Linked DNA regions of Mus musculus: region 1 is linked to region 2. Evidence: chromatin contacts called from public HiChIP or PLAC-seq data. All regions are on one chromosome and are shown on one strand. Each heading gives the region's core, a stretch centred on a gene start, on an enhancer-like site or on the middle of the called end of the contact. The rest is flanking DNA. Distances are from core to core; before and after follow the strand shown. Region 1 overlaps Atg14 (autophagy related 14). Region 2 holds the start of Socs4 (suppressor of cytokine signaling 4).

The links. HiChIP or PLAC-seq counts read pairs in DNA pulled down with a chosen protein or histone mark.
Region 1: an H3K4me3 HiChIP or PLAC-seq map of bone marrow-derived macrophages shows a contact between it and region 2, with 4 times the contacts expected there. The contact joins the enhancer-like site here to the promoter of Socs4 in region 2. A contact is called at or near these places in 7 of 39 promoter capture datasets (the 3T3-L1 cell line, the C10 cell line, cranial neural crest and 3 more), 3 of 484 Hi-C or Micro-C datasets (cerebral cortex, embryonic stem cells and palatal mesenchyme), 3 of 115 datasets of contacts at active chromatin or transcription factors (the SCID.adh cell line, bone marrow-derived macrophages and memory CD8 T cells) and 2 of 9 other capture datasets (adipose tissue and liver).

Annotation. Positions count from the first base shown.
Region 1 is chr14:47,540,481-47,543,180 of GRCm38.p6, forward strand. Atg14 (autophagy related 14) reads right to left here. Exons shown (of 10, transcript NM_172599.4): 10 at 413-2,663. The coding sequence ends at 2,357. Among named protein-coding and RNA genes, the nearest start is that of Atg14, 27 kb to the right of the region's middle. Within about 2 kb of position 1,316, at least 44 of the 459 cell types and tissues checked have an H3K27ac peak or open chromatin away from gene starts, as enhancers often do. A contact at or near this core is called in bone marrow-derived macrophages and memory CD8 T cells, where this site is marked.
Region 2 is chr14:47,275,591-47,278,290 of GRCm38.p6, forward strand. It overlaps Socs4 (suppressor of cytokine signaling 4), which reads left to right and starts at 1,330. Exons shown (of 2, transcript NM_080843.3): 1 at 1,330-1,631. Wdhd1 (WD repeat and HMG-box DNA binding protein 1) reads right to left here and starts at 1,267. Exons shown (of 25, transcript NM_001360532.1): 1 at 931-1,267. The coding sequence starts at 1,007.

The DNA.
Region 1 (2,700 bases), core at 66-2,565, 260 kb after region 2:
GATCAAGAACAGAGAATGAAACCCACAAGTCATAAGCAACTATTGTTTGCCAAAGTTGAGCCATCATCATTAAAGCAAATAACCAGTCATTTTAAAAACAACTTTCTTTTTCTTCTTTTGGTTTTTTAGAGACAGGGTTTCTCTGTATAGTCCTGGCTGTCCTGGAACTCACTTTGTAGACCAGGCTGGCCACGAACTAAGAAATCCCCCTGCCTCTGCCTCCCGAGTGCTGGGATTAAAGGCATGAGCCACCACCGCCCGGCTAAAAAAAATTTCTTACCTAGCAAAACATTCTTTAAAATGTATCCTTTAATTTCTATGAAGTACTCCAGGTTAGCTTGCACTTTTGCTGCTACCATCAATGTAGCAGCAGAACTAAATAGGAACTGGGGGACAGACACACACAGCCAAGTACTGTTAAAGGATTTATTGCAGTAATACAACAAAGGTTTAGAAAACATCTGTGTGATCAACCTGACCTGGAAGTTTCAGTCGCAGCAAGGGGGTTCTGACGTTGCAGCTTTCCCAATGCACACCTGAACCCCACCCAATGCTGACCCCCATACCATGGTAAGTTACATTTCTTGGTTCTACGTAAGACCATGTAAAGCAGCCCATGTGGTGCCTCTGAGTGTCTATTAGTATTACCTTGTTCCAAGAAATCATTTTTAAATGGAAAACATGATCAACTTCTATGGCTTTCGGTTTAAAAAAAAAAAACAAAACACCAGCTTCATTTTTTTTTTTCTAGAAAGCTGTTTGTGTACGGTTCTGACACCTACACAAAAAGTTTTAATGAGCAGCAAAGAGTGTAGGAACCAAACAGTGGTTGAAATGTGTATTTAAGACTATTTACAACAGGTGGATCCAGTGCAAAATAACAAAACCCCAAGGACTTGAGCAGCCTAGGCAGTCCGTGCTGGTCACTTACTGTGAGGGACGATGACAAAAGTGCCTCTGATTGATATGAAATAAAACAAGGCCACCCAGCCCTGTGCTTTCTGCAACTGTGGTTAAATTGCTGTAGGCGGTAGTTGGTGGCCTCTGCACTTTCTGTAGCTTCCTCCCAGCGCACTCAGTCTGTAAGTCCTAGAAGTAGGTGGTAAAACACGAGCCCAGCAGTCGCAGAGCTGAGCACAGAACAGACTCCAGCCGCCTGCTCCACAGCTGGGTATCTAGAGCTTGGGAACGTGGGGAACCTGGGCAGGATGAAGTCCTTCCTACACTTCTAATAACTGCCAAAGCGCCACAGCACCTCAATCTGCAGGCAAAGTACCAACCACAGTGTGAGTCAACAGAAGCCAGGGCGTGGCAGACTGCTGAAGGACCTGGCTGAGGTACCATCACACCAGTCACAACAGGAGGATATGGTGACAAGGCCAGGGGAGGGGGGTGCTTTCTCACAGGACTGCAGGAGTCTGTTACACAGAACTTCCTTTTTGAAGTTACTAAAAATAAAAAAAGAACTCCTTATGACTTGAACATAATGCCTCTCTTTTTATAGCTTTCTATAAGATTGTCATTAGAATGACCTCTGAGGAAATCCCTTGATAGCTGAGCATTTCCTGGGACAGCTGCTCCGCGCTACACTCTGCATAAGGTGCTGTCTTCAGTCTCAGAGACCCCAGGGACAAGAAGACCTCAGGAACAAGAAGGAAGAGTTCCCTGGAAACACCTGCTACTAGTTAACCCCACCACCACCACCAAGGAAGAAACCGGACAGCAAGCGAGTGACCACGTAAGTGTTCAGCCAACGCTCGGGTAGCATTTAGCCCATCCAGGGAATGATGGAGGAAGTGAGTGTAGTACAGACAATCCCAATGACTTATCTCCCTTCAGAATACAAGAGAACTGTTTAGACATCTAACCATCCCAGCAGACTCCCCATTCGCAGATATGGGTCTACAGAAATAAAGAATTTGGTTTCTTTGGTGTGTAGTAGGAAATCAGGAATGTGACGCACAATGACTGACAATAAGCAATAAGCAATAAGCTTTCATTTCCTCCTTCCCCAGACAACCACCTCTCCCGGATGAGGCCAAACTGCTGCTGGCCTGCTGGCTGGTCTCTCAAGAGGATGACAGAAAAACAAACTCAGCCTTTGTCTTTCATTCCTCATTACCAAGAAACACTTCTTTGTGATCTGATCAAAGCCTAGGACTTAGTGTCAGGGAGACTCTGCACCCAGGAACCAGCATACTGAGGACCTGGGCCCAGGAGCCCCGAGCTCAGGCCCTGACACTAATCTTGTCCTGGCGATAGCTTCCAAGCTCTATCGCAACTACACAGACAAGGTTATGAGAGTGCAGTGGGAAAGACTCTGAGACACAAAATCAGCATTTTTGGTCCCAACTCGTTAGCGGTGTCCAGTGTAAGCTTTGAACCAAGAGGTCACCGAGGCCGCAGCGGAGGAGATCATCCCACCAGCGCTGCTGCTGGCAATGGGTGGGGACACCTGGGTGCTCTGGCTCTGGGACACTTCCACCGGCTGGGAAGGGATGTCACAGAATCGGGGGCTTGGCAGGTTCTCCCAGTCTGTGCCCAGGTCAGTCTCCTCATCGCTTACACGCTCATCTCCACTCGCGTCTGATTCTCCAGCAACTCCAGGGTCCACAAATTCCATGGACTCCTCGAGGTCTGCTCGAACTTCAAAGGGTCCTGACCTGTGTGCAGACAGAGGGGCTTCGTAAGACACCACCG
Region 2 (2,700 bases), core at 80-2,579:
TAGGAGGCCCTCACTAGGACACCAGCTTCTAGGCAAGAATGGTCCACTTGAGTGGGCATGCGTGACATGGCTGCTATAGGGGTAACCAAGTGCTTTTTGGATTTAAGGTCTATTCCACAAAGGGGAACCCATTCTTGGTAGGTAAACCCTTTCAAAAGCCCATAGCAAGGGGAGGTCTCAGGCCCTAGGGGGTACACTACTGCATAGCTAAATTGCATAACCTCAAACTGCTGTCTAAATATTTATGTACATTTCAAATGCTACCCTCAGCCTTTATTAGGGAAGCCTCAGCCGGCCTGGAGCACGCCTTTAATCCCAGCACTTGGGAGGCAGAGGCAGGCGAATTTCTGAGTTCGAGGCCAGCCTGGTCTACAGAGTGAGTTCCAGGACAGCCAGAGCTATACAGAGAAACTCTGTCTCGAAAAACCAAAAAAAAAAAAAAGAAAGAAAGAAAGAATTAGAGAAGCCTCTATTTCCAGTAAATGGTGGTGATTGTAGAGCCTCATGACCGCACAAGGTGCTGACAAGAAGCGACTTCTCAGTATTGAGCCCTAAACTAGACATTTACATTATGTCCTCTAGTACACAGGGGACACTGTGAAAGAGGAAGCTGCAAAATTCCATCTCCTGGGCACGACAGTCATTGCAATTTACAGCAACTGCTGATGCTTAACTGTCTCATAAAATAAACATGACACCGAATGAGGACGTGAGTGGCGGGAAGGCACTCCTCTGGGTAAAGGATTTTAATTTTCGTGAGGTCCTAGAAGTGCCACGACAGTTCAAAGCAAACAAGCCTCAGGGCAGAGGCGCTCCTTGTTTATTCCTTCCTCTGTCCCTCCGCATCGGTCATCTTCGACCGGCTGTCCATACCGAGAATGACGGCTAACATTCACGCTGGACCCGTCCTTTGTTTCCAAAGACGCTTACCTTCCAGAATCATCAAAGCAGACTTCGGTGTGCCCTTCCGTATGTCCGTACCTCATGGGCTTCTGTGTGGCCGGCATCTTTCCCTACCTGAGCCGTTTTGTAAGAACTGGTATTTTTTTCAGTAGGGCGATCGTCCTCTCCGCGCCGTGCAGTCCTGTTTCCCTCACCCGAGGAGCCACAGCACGATGCAGCGGAAGGTATGTCACACACGCCCGGGAGATGACAAGCTTTCCCCTCTGCAAGCACGGGCAGCGGGGGCGAGGAGCAAGCGGTGTGCACCAGCGTCTGCTCTGATGGAAGCACGGAGCCGCTTCCCGCGCTCTGGCGCGCTCGCCCTGTGCGCATGCGCGGCCCGCCGCCGCCCAGCCCAGGTCCGGCCCGAGGTCGCCGGGTGGTGGCGTCAGAAGCGCGCCGCCTCGAAGCCGAGAGCTGGTGGCTGGGGCCGCTCTGAAAGAAAAGGTGGGAGCCGAACCCGGAAGTGGCGGCGGTCCCTGGAGAGCAGGCGGAGGCAGCGGCAAGTCTGACTCTGGGCTGACCGTGGAGCCGGGGCGGGGGCTGACAGCCAGGCCTCCGCCTGGCGGGAGCCGCACGAGGAGCGGGAGTGGCCGGGCCTCTCTTCCGCGCTTGAGCGAGCGCCGGGTGATGGCGGTGGTGATGGCGGCAGGCGCTCGGACAGCTCCGCTTGAGCTGAGCTCGGAGAGGTGAGAGGGGGAAGGGTGGCGGCGAGGGCTGGGGTTTGACGCCTGCCCTTTCAGGATCTCCTCCCGAGCCACCGTAGTCGCCTCCTTGAACCGATCGAGCTCCTCGGGACCGGGTTAGGGACAGACCTTGGCAAGCCTTTATTCTTCACGCCCTTCGTGCCCTCAACTTTGTCATTTCTGTGGTAATAAAGGATGGACTGATTCTTGTTTCTTGCGACTCTAGCTAAATAATGCTAAAGAGAGTTAACTTGGGTTTTCTATTTAGTTCCGACCAAAGTTTACCAAACTGCTTTTAGATCTAAAAGGAGAGGTCTAATTTGTATTGTTACAGGTTTCTGTTCATCGTGGCAGTCGATAACACATCCTCTACTAAGTCAGGTCTTGGCCCGTTAAGTTTATGCTTTTCTTGTTTCTTCACGTTCTCCATATTAATAAATTGGTCTGTTGAAAATTATGATTTTCGGTGATAATTGGGGCTTTGACGGCGTTTTTGTGGTACCCACTGTACAGTTTCAGTCAGACTTATTTTTATTACCGGAAAACTCTACAGAGGTAGATCTAGATAACTTATTAAAAAAATTGCAAGCTTAGTTATTACTCAAACCGTGGTATTCTTGCTATGGTGGCATTTTGTAAGGCATTTCTAAGAACCTGGGTTCCAAAAAGACACTCAGATTTGTATATGAATAAAAAGGAAGAGTAGTTGGCTCAAGTAGAATCTGAGATTCTTTTTTAAAAAACAAAACAAAACCCTATTGTTAATTTCCCACAAGAATAAAGGCACCTGAGACAATGACTTTTGAGTAACTTACTTTTATTTTGAAATTATTGTTTTTAGACAGGCCAATTTATAATTCTTTTGCCCAGTACCTGGACAATAAAAATGAGTAGGTACAGTGTGAGGTTCAAGTTGAGCTGATGATACTCATCTATATATTGAATATATTGTAATGGGATTTCAGAGTAATGCTTTTCAGAGCTCACCATTCAGAAACTTGCAAGTGGGAACAAGAGTTATTGATGTAAATACTTTAGACAGTGCCTGTGATACCATTTGATTTTAGAACTA